Regions from separate parts of the Mus musculus genome. Here region 1 is linked to region 2. The links are chromatin contacts, called in public promoter capture Hi-C maps. All regions are on one chromosome and are shown on one strand. The core of a region is the stretch at or near the end of the contact, and the rest is flanking DNA. Distances in the headings are between cores, read along the strand shown. Region 1 holds the start of 4933422A05Rik (RIKEN cDNA 4933422A05 gene). Region 2 holds the start of Ei24 (etoposide induced 2.4 mRNA).

Evidence for each region. Promoter capture Hi-C pulls out the DNA fragments that hold promoters and counts their contacts.
Region 1: a promoter capture Hi-C map of liver shows a contact between it and region 2, with 5 times the contacts expected there. The contact joins the promoter of 4933422A05Rik here to the promoter of Ei24 in region 2. A contact is called at or near these places in 4 of 39 promoter capture datasets (cranial neural crest, hippocampal neurons, liver and 1 more), 2 of 115 datasets of contacts at active chromatin or transcription factors (both in embryonic stem cells) and 1 of 9 other capture datasets (liver).

What each region holds. Positions count from the first base shown.
Region 1 is chr9:35,276,253-35,282,677 of GRCm38.p6, forward strand. It overlaps 4933422A05Rik (RIKEN cDNA 4933422A05 gene), which reads left to right and starts at 4,853. Exons shown (of 5, transcript NR_040715.1): 1 at 4,853-4,954; 2 at 6,285-6,345. It also overlaps the pseudogene Gm5614.
Region 2 is chr9:36,794,714-36,801,155 of GRCm38.p6, forward strand. It overlaps Ei24 (etoposide induced 2.4 mRNA), which reads right to left and starts at 2,621. Exons shown (of 11, transcript NM_001199494.2): 1 at 2,500-2,621.

The sequences.
Region 1 (6,425 bases), core at 3,603-6,102, 1.5 Mb before region 2:
TTTCTCTTTCTCTCTCTCCCCCTCCAGCATTGGTTAGTTGCCTGTTGTTCTCTGGGCAGGGTTAAGGCCTCACACTTTCTCCCTTCCACATTAGCGCGTCCGCTGGCGTCATCCTTGTTCAGGTCATACTCAGCAGCCATGGTGATACGACTTCGTGGATGTAGCTTCTGGCATTTCTAAGAGATGTGGTCTCACAGCAACCTCTCGGACACTCTTGCATTTACAGTCTTTCCTCCCCATGTTCTGCAGTGATTCCTGAACCTTACGAATAGGGGTTGTATTGTAAGATGTATCAGCTGGGACTGGGCTCTACAACGCTACTTTTGATCGGTTGTGGTTTTCTGTAATGATATTCATCTGTTGGAAAGAGATGTTTCCTTGATGAGGGGTAAGAACGCTTATCTGTGGATGAAACGACAAATATTTAGAGTGTAGCAAGACATATGCTGGTTTAGTAAAGTGAACAAACAACAAATTTAAAACACTCAGGCTGGTAGTGCTCACATATATTTTAAAATGCTTTTATTTAGATAGCAATAGATTGGGAGATTTCACAGAAATATCTGGTATAAGTGCTCGCTGTGCAAATCTGAGGCCCTGAGTTCCATCCTCAGTGCCCATTTAAATGCCAGGCACAGTAACTCGCAGTGCCAAGGCTGCAGAGACAAGGATCCCTCGGGCAGTCTAAAAATTTAGAGCTTGATTGAGAAAGACCATGCCATCCTCTGGCCTTTACACACATACACCCACAGGTACATACACATAGATAGGCACATGCACTCGCGCGCGCGCGCGCGCGCGCACACACACACACACACACACACACACACACACACACTCAGGTAGCTAAGCACATATTTGGAGGTTGAATTTGGTCTTTAGATTACTAGTTTGGATCTGTTTAAATGGGTGATTTAGACATTTAGGGAGAGACTTCCTTGAAATTTGTGTTTGGCATTTCTGCTGTATGCAATGCTTGTCTTTTCTAGGGATGGCTTTGGGTAACTCATGACTGATGATATTGGTGCTGCCATTTAATAAGGCCTCCTGCCTTTGTTTCACATGAAGGAGATGGCCGTGCTGAGCACCCATGCAATGGAATGGACCTCCCTGTCGATGGATACATCTAGTTCTTATCCTGGTCTTTGTAAACCTTCTTTTACACAGATACAACTCATAGTTGGGCTGAATTGAAGAAAGTTGGAGTTCGTTGGAAAGTATGGAAAGAAGAGAGTGAAATAGTCAGGGCATGTGAGAAAAGTGACTGGATGTGTGTCCTCATCCTCCTGCTGGCTGTCTTCTTGATGGAAACATCATTCTTTAGTGATAAACTGAATGTTTAGTAGGCTGAGAGAACCCAGGAATGCTCACAGTTCTCATGAACTTTCTCAAGAAACAAAAAAGTGTGACTAGCTCCCTGATGTTCAGAGGAAGATCACTGCCTAGGTTGGCACAACCTCAGAACTTGCCGCATTGGCTATCCTGCTGAGTGTCACCATGAAGTGTCATCATGAAGGTCACACTGCTTTTGTCCGTTAGCTTTCAAATTTTCATTTTTTATTTCTTATACAGGGTCTCACGGCACTCGATTGAGAAAACGCCTCCATAAGATCCAGCTGTAAGGTATTTTCTCATCCCATTGTGGGTGAGGCCACCCCTGGGTTCTAGAAGAGAGCAGGCTGGGAAACCAAGGGGAGCAAGCCAGTAAGGTAGCATTCCTCCATGGCCTCTGCATCAACTCTGACTCCAGGATCCTGCCCTGTTTCAGTTCCTATGCTGACTTCCTTCAAACAGTGTGTGAAAGTGTAAGCTGAATAAGCCCTTTCCTCTCCAGCTTGCAGGCAGCACTGCAGCAGGCAGCTGGAGCAGGAAGCTGAGAAATCCCATCTTTAACCATAAGCATGAAGCAGAGAAAGGAACTGAACGTGGGTTGAGACTATGAACACTGAAAACCTGCTCCTGGGGTGTGCTTTCCTACAGCAAGGCTACACCATCACTCCAAACAGTGCCGTCAACTGGGAGACAAGTGTTCAGACACCCAAACCTATCCAATCCGGGACATTTCTCATTCAGAACACCACAGGACTTTAATACATGAATTTGGAGGCAGAGAGCATGATTCTCTTATACAACATTAATTTTTATTTTTTAAAAATCTAAAAGATAGTCTTTTACTCAGAGTATGTCTTAGTTTGCTTTTTTTGTTTTTATGATAAGCACCATGACCAAAAACAACAACTTGGAGATAAAGGGTTTATTTCGTTTCATAGCTTACAGTGTATCATTGAGGAAAACTAAGGCAGGAACCTGGAGGCAGAAACTGAAGCAGAGAAATCATTCTTACAGGGTTCCTCCCCATGGCTTTGCTCAGTGTGCTCGCTTGTGCAATCCAGGGCCACTTGCCCGGGGGTGACACAGCTTGCCTGCAGAGGACATTTAATCGAGAAAATGCTCCTCAGACTTGGCTTTAATGGGTTGTAAAAATCACTAAATGTGGCCAGGTAGCTGAGCAATATATTGTTAGTCAGGCACTAGTTTTGATATAGGTGTCACCTTGATGTGGGTTATAGCAATGGTTGCCTAAGTTATCTTTTAGAGAAGTGAAGGCTTTCCTGCTGACAGCAATGACCATTTAGACACATGTCAGTGGATGGCTTGGATGATTAAAGGCTTGGCATCTCTTTCTTTATAGTGAATCTGCTTGCTTTTGGGGCCAGATGTCTGCTCAGCTCAGCTCAGCATGCAGACATGCCCATCACTTAAGAAAATGTTTGTCCAGGACTGGGAGTCTGAAACTTTTCTCTTTCTATCTTGAATGGCTGGCAGGAAAGTTTTGGCTTCTAAGGCCAATGGATTGCTTCTATCCAAAATAAGAGTCGCTATGATGTTTTTAGTATTTATGGAGGCAGTACATATTTATGGCTACCTGCATAGCAACTGTCAGGATAGTCCCATTGGAGATCCCTGAAGTGGCAGCTAGAAGTTTCTCAACATAAGCTCCAGTTCTTGCCCCTTGCTTAGGGATGAAAGGGCTCAAACCATAATAAGCTAAGATGATCTTTATTGGAGACAGCCTGGCATCATCTCCTTTGGCTGGCAATCTGAATAAATCTTTCTTGCCCCTGTCTTCAGCTCATTAGACACGTTTCCTATCGGCAAAGAGGAAAAGGTTTAGCAACACTTGATCATCTAAAATCATGGTGTCTGAGTTTGGCAGCAGGCTACACACGTTGTTTGTTTGCCATTATCTGTGCTTCTCAAGATACAGGGACAAGCTTTGCACAGTGTCAGTATGGTAGCCAATGAGGGTTATCCGAGGCTCGATTGATTCAAATTGAAAGACACAGGGACAAGAATTTGACACCTAGAAAATACCACTAATTGGCTTTGATTCAGAAACCCAAATGGCCAATGGGGTGGGCCATGACCTGGTAGGTGCTTGGAGAACTCTCAGGCACTGCTACCTCCCAGGAGCCAGGCAGCAGCCCAAAGGCCAGCCTGGATGTAGGGCATACCAAGGCTGTGCCTATCTTCTAGAGAGAACTGGACTTCCCTGTTGGAGCTTCTCTTCACAGCAGTGTTTGAGGCAGGGAAAACAACGAAGTCCCTTTTCTGTGTTCTCTTATACCTTAGAAAGGGTTTAAATATTTATCAGATCCTTGCTGGGTTGGCCTGCTTAAGCAGTGGGTCTTGCTGTATAAGGTGACATCTGTAATTGTCACAGATACAGTAAGAGGATCTGTTAGCATGGTTTGAGAAACTGGAGGAACCTGTGCCATGCCTAACATGAACTTCACCGGGTTAGAATGTTGATCAACAGCAGTTACATCATGTAACTAGTGTGTGAAGATGGTGTCCCCCTCTTTTCTTCCCCCTTAAAGTCATACATGCACATAATTTAAAAATGAGAACTTGTGATGGGAAATGCCAAAAAGCTGCCCAAGTACAGCTTTGTTGTTAGCCTTCTATGAGATATGTATCTGTGCCTCTGAGAAGTACTGCAGAGTCTGGAGGGGCAGGTGGCTCACCCGAAGCCCACTCTGAGAGCAGTAACTTGCCTCTTGGGTATGTGGGATTTTTTTCAGCCTGGGAATGTTCTACCTAAGCCCACAAATCCATTTTCAGCCTTCAAACTACATGTGTCTTTACATCTGATAACTGGGTCTCCTGCTCAGGGCTTCAAGAGCTCCTTCTATGCCTTCTCATTTGATTGACATCCAGGCTTTTAGAAGGGTTCTGGGCAGACACCCTGCTGAGCTCCACTTTCACCTGCAGATCCAGGTGAGCTTGGCACCCTCCTCCTGTGTGCTGATGACAGTTGGTCTTTTTCCTTGGTTTCTCTGAGCTCTAGATCCCCATGTGTCTCTGCCATGGGCATGATGCTCTTGAAGCTCCGCTATAGCTCTCTCACATCATGTGTTATGTATGCCAGGAAACATTTGTGAACCCCCGAAAGATCACCAAGGAGCTGAATCCAATGCAGTTGCATTAGCGTCTCCTTATTCAAGCTGGAGCTTGGGCTCCCAGGCATCCCTTGCACAGTAGGAAGGTGGAGCCCTGAGCCTAGTTTTAGGCAAGCATGATAGAAGCAAGAAGGGACTATCTGACTGGGGAGCCATTATAACCTTTAACATAATTGGCTGGTACTGGGAACCAAATCATAAACTTAACTTCTGTTTTCTTCCTGTTTGGTGGTTGCTAAGAAGTGAGGTGTTTGTTAGGGGCAGGCTTTTAATCTGGAGAAACAGATTTGTTGGGGAATAACTTGGAAACTGGTACTAGGCACAGGTCTTGTGGAAGGGGGTGGGGGTGGGGTTGGAATCTGGTAACCTGGAAACTGGTGCTAGGTGCCAGTTGGTTAATAACTCACGTTCAACCTTAGGTTAGGTTTTCTAAGATGGAGTCTGAACCCAAACGATTTGGTCTCTCACATGCAGACTGGAATTGAACCTAGGTCATGTAGAAGGACAGCTAATGCTCTTAACCCTTGGGTATCTTTCCAGCACCCTATTTTTTTTTTTTTTTTTGAGGAACATCCATGTTGATTTGATTTCCACTCTGAATGCACTAATATATATTCTCACCAGCAATGATTATAGATGGTAGTGAGCCACCCTATGGTTTCTGGGAATTGAACTCAGGACCTCTGGAACAACAATCAGTACTCTTAATCACCGAGCCATCTCTTCAGCCCTGCTTTCCCCCTTTTCATCTTTTTTTTTTTTTTTTTTTTGTAGGAACCATCTTTTATTGGGGGAGGGCTCATCAATTCTTCTTGGCCGCCAACTTCCTCATGGCTGCCAGCACGTTGCTCAGCTCCTCCCGCTTTCTCTTGGCGCGGATGTGCGTGCCCACTCTCTTCTTGATGAACTTGAGTGCGCGCTTGTCCTTGGACACTTTGAGCAACTCCATGGCTCGCCGCTTGTAGGGCGCGAAGCCGCACACCTCCCGGATCATGTCCTGCACGAACTTGGTGTGTATGGTGGGGCGCCCACGTCGCCGGCTGTGTCTCGGCTTACTGACATTTTTTGTCACCTTGTGGCCCTTGTTGAGGCCCACGGCCATGGGGTAGCACAGAGCCATGGCTGCTGCTCTCCGATGGCGGCCGGGACAGGAAGCTTCATCCTTTCTTTTATTTTACAATATTTTAAATTTATTCATTTCATACATGAATGTAAGATATTTTGATCATGTTCTCCCAGCATCCCCTTCTTTTATTTACTTCTCACTCCCAACAGTTCTGTCTTTCCACTCTCATATCCTTTTTTCTTACTCTTCTCTCATATATAACATCTCAGCCATAGTTTCCCCTTCCTCTTCTCCTCCCAGTCCCTCCATCCCACCTCCCTTCTCCTTCAGATCCACCACTCCTAGAAAGCATCAGATTGTCTTCCAAGCAGCAAGGATGAGGGTCTCAAAGCCCACCCCTACACTTCCTCCAACAAGGCCATGCCTAATAGTGGCTGCCACTCCCTGGGCCAAGCATCTTCAAACCACCACACCTTGTAATATGAAGGTGTTCCTGTGTGGATGAGTTTATTTTGTCAACTCTTCTTTTTCTCAGCAACTACTAACTAACACAAACCATAGATACTTGTCCTTAAAGCTTTGAGACTGTCTACCATCAGCACTTGTAAGTCTCCCAGACCTTTTGAGCTCATTTCCATGTATGGGGTAAAGAGGGAGTCTAGCCAGGCAGCTGATCGTCCTAAAGCCACTTGTGGGGAGAATCTTATTACCTCGTGGTGTTGTTGTGACAAAATTTTCTTTCGTTTTGTTTGAAGGTTACAGTGGATTGAATTATAAACAACGTCATGGGGCAAGATTTCATTTTATGATGACAGTGTAAGTGAAGTGAATTGTCTGATACTGCCACCAGATGGCAGTAGTGCCCCATATTTTGCCTATTTCTTATTTCCACTTCC
Region 2 (6,442 bases), core at 1,371-3,870:
ACAATAAATGTTGAAAAGAACTGATAGAGAAAAAAAAAGTACAATTCAGTGGTAGAGTGCTTGCACGGTATGTTCCATTCCCAACACCAAGAGAAATTAAACTGAGACTGAGGGCTGGTGATGAAATCCTAGCATCCCAGCTGCCTGGCAGGCTAAGATAGGCACAAGTTCAAGGTCTACACAAGCTGAATTAATTAACAACTGGATAATTTAAAAAACTCTCTCAAAAACAAAACAAAACATTGGGAATATAGTTTAGTAGAGAACCTGCCTCGCATACACAGTCTCTAGTACCAAAATGATAAGAGGGTTCATACTAGAAAATCTTGTTTTTCAAGATGGGGTTTCTCTGTGTAGCTCTGGCTGTCTTGGAACTCACTCTGTAGACCAGGCTGGCCTTGAACTAAGAGGTCTACCCAGCTTTTTAAAAAACAACAACACACAAAAAAAAAACCAACTTAATTTTATGAAGATAAGTGTTTTGCCTGCATATATCTGTGCATCAGTCATATATTACAAATGTGAGCTGCCTTGTGGATGCTTCGAATTGAACCTAGGTCCTCTGAAAAGTAGTTAGTGCTCTTAAACATTGAGCCATCTCTTCAGCCCCTATATATAAATAATCTTAAAATACTAGTCTCTCAGCTGGGTAGTGGTGGCGCACACCTTTAATCCCAGCACTTGGGAGGCAGAGGCAGGAGGATTTCTGAGTTCAAGGCCAGCCTGGTCTATAGAGTGAGTTCTAGGACAGCCAGGGCCAGAGAAACCCTGCCCCCCCCCCAAAGACTCTCAATTATTTAATTTCTTTAAAGTGAACTCTCAGGTGAATGGAAAGTCTGCTTGCAAAAATATGAGATTTTAGGATTCCAAAGTTATCATGCCCCACCAAATCAAGCTTAGAATCTTCAATTTAAGAGATAATAAAATATAATAGTCAGCTTGTATACAACTCAAACTTCAAAACATAAAGGATACTTTCCTTGACCTCTGGCCACTTCAGCACCACACTGACCCAACTGGACTGATGCCATTCAGAACTGGACAAACAGGGAGTACAGTCAGAAGGCTGCCTGCATCTGCTCCTTACGTCAAATCCTACCCAAATGTGCTCACCTAGAGAAGTTCCTAAGGTTAGGAAACATCTGTTACTACTCCCACTCCCCCCTCCTAAAAAAGCAGAAAAAGAAAACCTCAAGAGCTTCAATCATGTGTACAGAGAAAGCCAGTGCTCTAGGAGTTGTGGTAAAAAGCAGTCCATGACCAGGAAACTAGTAAATGTCCAAGACACTAAGGTATATCACAAATGTACCACCATCTTAAGCAACAACTTGCTCATCTACAAATAAAGGGTAGCATATTAAAATTCTTCACGGGATAGAGTACGACAGAATAAACAAAGCTGAAAAAATTCTGGATAAATGTAATCCTGTTAAAGAACACACCCGACTTGAGGTGAGAAAATCCATTACTCTAGTTTTCTCCAAGAGCCCAGACAGGGAGCTTCAAAATCTGTCATATCCCAGAACCACTGTGTTATTTGACTCCTTGGCAGATTAATACCCGGCTTCTTCATGTACCAACTAACAAAGTACCAGTGACCAAATAGAGCCTTTAAAGGAAAGGCCATTATTATACCGTGGGCCTAACAACTTTTCTATGGGAGAGAACATTTGGTATGAATTGCCCTGTTTAACAAATTGCTGAGACAAGCAGAAAAATAACCTTCCACGATTTGAGACCACACACTGACTGACACAAAGGGCTCTAACAACAGAGAAAACCAAGATGCATCATCTGGTTCACAATATTTTACATATAAACGGTTTGTCAACAGTGAGTGAAAGCTAATTACAACCAACTTTGGAACTTCAGTGTTCTAACCGAGACTGGACTTTTTGGCTTAAGCTTTGCAACGAGGATTTTTGTTTAACCCAAGCATCACCTTCCTTAAACCTTGAAACACTGCTGGCCAATAAATTTGACAGTCTTTAGAACCGATTAAGCACCTACTGAGACATACTCCTGCACTTTCATTCCGAAGCCACCAGATTCAAGTCCCGGAAGGGAGGAAGCCAGTGTTTCCCACTCCAGGTAGGGAAAAGGTAAACACCCTCACGCATCACCCGGCCACAGGCTGCCTCCTGGGCAACCTGGGGTACTCGGCCCCTTCTCTCCCGCAGCGTCGGGGCAATTGGGGTGAGAACCCGTCTTCCTCCCCAGCCACTGCCGCGCACAAGGTGCGGACCTCGCTCACTGAGGGTCACCGGAGCTAAAGATAGCCCCGCCGCACCTGGGGAAAGCCTGAGTCCCGCGCGCCGCCGCCAGGCCTGCCCCTGCCGCCTTTCGCGTCCCGGGCCCTTCGGGGGCCGGGGTCCTTGCCGCAGCCCCTTCCAGAACCTTAGGAACTAGCTCCGGCCTGCCAGCCCTCGATGGGCCCTGCCGCCCAGGCTGCGATTTGCAAGCGGCTCGAGCCCACTGCCCGCCGCGGCCTGCACCTACCCCGCCACCCTACCGCCGCGGCTCCAGCCAGGGCGCTCGCCCACCGAGGCTCGGTTCGCCTGCTCCGCGCCCGGCTGCCCGCTCCGCCCGGGCGCTCGGAGAGCCGGGGCTGCGCCCACACTGGGCATGCCCGGGCCGCACGGGGCAGCTGGGAAGTCGGGCGGGCAGCCTGCCGGTCGCTGGGCAGGGGCGGGGCTAGCGAGGTAGGGCGGGGCCATACCGGGGGGCGTGGTCTGGGAGCCTGGGAATTGTAGTTGGCTGGACCTCAGAGTCCAGACTCATTCTGGGTATCCAGGTCCAGGATTCTAGACCTTTGTTGCCTCCTAGTCAAACCCCTTCTCACTGTTGAGCGATCGTTAACCTCCTTAATCTATCTACACATCAGTGCTGGTCTTTCTGATATCCTTTAAGAACAAATGATGAAAACAATAAAATAGGAGACACCTTGATAATTTGGAGGCTTTCTATAAAGACTAATAAACCAGGTATGGTGATGCACACCTGAAATCCCAGCCCTTGGAAAGCTGAAGAGAAGAAATGGTCCAAATTCGAGTCCAGCCTTGGCTACCTAGTAAGTACCAGCCTTGGCAGAGCTGTGTAACAACATCTTGATTCAGAAAAAAACAAAAGCAAAAAACAAAAACTCAATAGAGTAATCAGTTATCATGCACATGCAAAAAGCCCTGGCTTCAAGTCCAAGAATTATATTACACAGGGCATGATAGTACAATCTCAGCACTTGGAATTTGGAGGCAAGAGATCAGAAGTTTGAGTGATTCAGAATATAAGGCATCAACCACTTAGGTAGCATTTAGTGCGGATTGTAATGATGGAATGGCTGTGATAAAAAACAAGTAGAGATTGCTGTTTTCAACTGGCTCATTTCTAGCCTGGCTCCATAATTTCTTGTCATGAAACTGTAGGAAAAGCCACTTTTACCCTTTTCAGGTTTCTCCTTTGAATTTAAGAAACAAAACCCAGAAAGAGTCAAGTATAAGAAAAGCATACAAGTTAGCTAGTGAGTTAGTAGTGACTGACATATAAACCCTGAGAAGGGAATGAAGAAGATTGGAGATGGGTTTTCTTTTATTTTTTGGAGGGGGATGGAGGGAGGCTGGAGACAGGGCTTCACTCTATAGCTCCGGCTGTCCTGGAACTCACTCTGTAAATCAGGGTGGCCTGCCTCTGCCTCTGCCTCCCAAGTGTTGGGATTAAAGGCATGCACCACCACCCAGTTAGTTTAGTCCAGAGGAACAGAACTTAATGAATATATATGGGGTTTATTAGAATGACTTACAGGCTGTGGTCCAACTAAACCAACAATGGTTACCTGTGAATGGAAGGTCCAAGAGTTCAGCAGTTGTGCACTTCACAAGGCTGGGTGTCGAAGCTGGTCTTCAGTACACGCTGGAATCCCAAAGTAGTAGGCTCTACTGCCAGTGGAGGAATGGACTTGCCAGTGAGAGCAAGAGCAAGCAGGAAAGCGTGAGTTCCCTTCATCCATGTTCTTTATATAGGCTGCCAACAGGAGGTGTGGCTCATATTAAAAAAGAGTCTTTCCACCTCAAAAGATCTTGGTTAGGAGTCCTCGCGGCTGGGTGTGGTGGGATGTACTCACTCCTTTAGCTCCAGTACAGGGAAGGCTGAGGATTAACATTAAATTCGAAACCTGGCATGGCGCACGCCTTTAATCCCAGCACTTGGGAGGCAGAGGCAGGCAAATTTCTGAGTTCGAGGCCACCCTGGTCTACAGAGTAAGTTCCAGGACAGCCAGGGCTACACAGAGAAACCCTGTCTCAAAAAACCAAAAAGGAAAAAAAAAATTAAGTTCGAGGACACCCAGGACTAACACCCTGTCTTGAAAATAGAACTAGCTGTGAGGACCAGGCTGGCCTTGAACTTAGAGGTCCACCTGCCTCTGCCTCCTGATGCTGGGACTAAAAGAGTGTGCCACCAGTTCCCAGCCCAAATGTTTTTAAATGCCATTGTGCAAAGAATGGCAGTTGTAGAGAAGTGGTGGGTGGGGCTAAAGAGAAAAAATCGCATTTTGATAAGGTTTGGTTTGTACCCCACCTATTAACTATTTTTTAAAAATCTAGCCCAGTTAGACGTGTATACTGGACAAGTGCTTTATCACTGAGCTAAATTCCCATCCCCTTCAAATTCCTATTCAAGTTACTTTTAGAGCAGCAACTCCCTGCTTTTAAGAGGGAAAGGAAGCCGGGCGTGGTGGAGTATGCCTTTAATTCCAGCACTCGCGAGGCAGAGGCAGGCGGATTTCTGAGTTGAGGCCAGCCTGGTCTACAAAGTGAGTTCCAGGACAGCCAGGGCTATACAGAGAAACCCTGTGTCGAAAAACCAAAAAATAAAAAGAGGGAAAGGAGAGGATAATTGCCCCTCTTGGCCTGGCAGTGTAGCTCAGTGGTAGAGACCTGACTAGTCTTCCTCTGGCCCCACCTTTAAGAGAACTCCTTTCTTGCTGGTTTTGTTTCACTTTTAAGTGCTCTTAGCTCACAATTGCCCTTATAGAAAAATGGCATCATTTAGGGTGGCCTATTTGCTTACTCTCTGAACTATTCTGCCTCTTCTAGAAGACTTTGTTCCCTACTCCCAATCTCTTCTATGGCTCTTCACTTCTTTTTCTTCTTATTTCCCTTTGCCTTCACCAATGCTTAGACCTGCTACTGATCGGGTCATCTATAGAATCAAATGCTTATTATAAGCCATTATTATTATTATTCCTACGTGGAAAGAACCTGAAACCCAGATGTCAAAGTCAATGGCAAAACAAATGCCCAGACCTCTCAGATATAGCATAAGTGAGGTGGCCATTGCTACAATACAACATCATGTCCAAAAGCAGCTTGAAGAGGAATGTATTTGGCTTACAGTTTTATATCACATTCTGTCAATGAGTTAAAGTCAGGACAGGAACTTGAGGCAGGAAGTGAAGCATGAAGGAACATTGCTTACTGACTTGCTTTACGAGGCTTGTTTGGTCTGCTTTCTTATAACACCGAGGCCCACCTGCCCAGGTGCAGGATTGCCCTCAGTGGGTTGGGCTCTCCACCCCAATCATTATTCAAGAAAATCCAGCCTTACAGACTTATCAACAGGCAATCTGATGGAGACATAGTCTCAATCAGGGTCCTCTTCCCAGGTGATTCTTTACCTAACAAACTGACAAAGAACTAATCAGGACAGCTCTCTTCTATTTCAGTGGACTAACATTATTCCCTGGCCCAAGTTCAAGAACCATTCTAGAATAAACTTCCCCTTTCCCTGGTGTGCCCAAATCTTAGCTTCTTGTTCAAATCAGCAAGATAAAATGGAGAAGGGATCAAAGCTTCCAAAAGTAAAGTCCCTGCTGGTTTCAGTGTTTGGCACAAATCTGAAATCATAGCATTGGAAAGATAAAGACTAGAGGATTCCAAGTTCAAAGCTAGCCTGGGCTATATGAGAAAACCCTGCTTTTAATATATATCTATACATATCCTGATGATAGTGGTTCAAGACTTTTGCCCTGTACAGGAAGACAGAGACAGAGGCAGGTGGAGCTGTGTGAGTTCAAAGACAGCCTCGTCTATTTGTAAGTTCCAGGCCAGCTAGGACTCTATAGTGAGACTCCGATTCAACATAATAATGATAACCATATCATCATTCTGGATTTACATATGGAAACACTTAAGGGGAGAAACTCTTGTTTTCTTGTTTGATTCAGCCATGGGCAATAATCTCTGCTTTGATGAAATAGATCTGGACCTGGGGATTTCCTCTCAAAGTTTCTATTCTCATAAGTCTTTTGACTCATTTACCCTACCACTATGATTCCCATAAGCTTTAAAACAGGCACATATGGGCTGTTTATAATCCTAGCAATCAGGAGGCCCAAGAAAGAGGATTGCAAGAAAAGTGAGGCCAACCTGAGCTATGTAAGCTACAT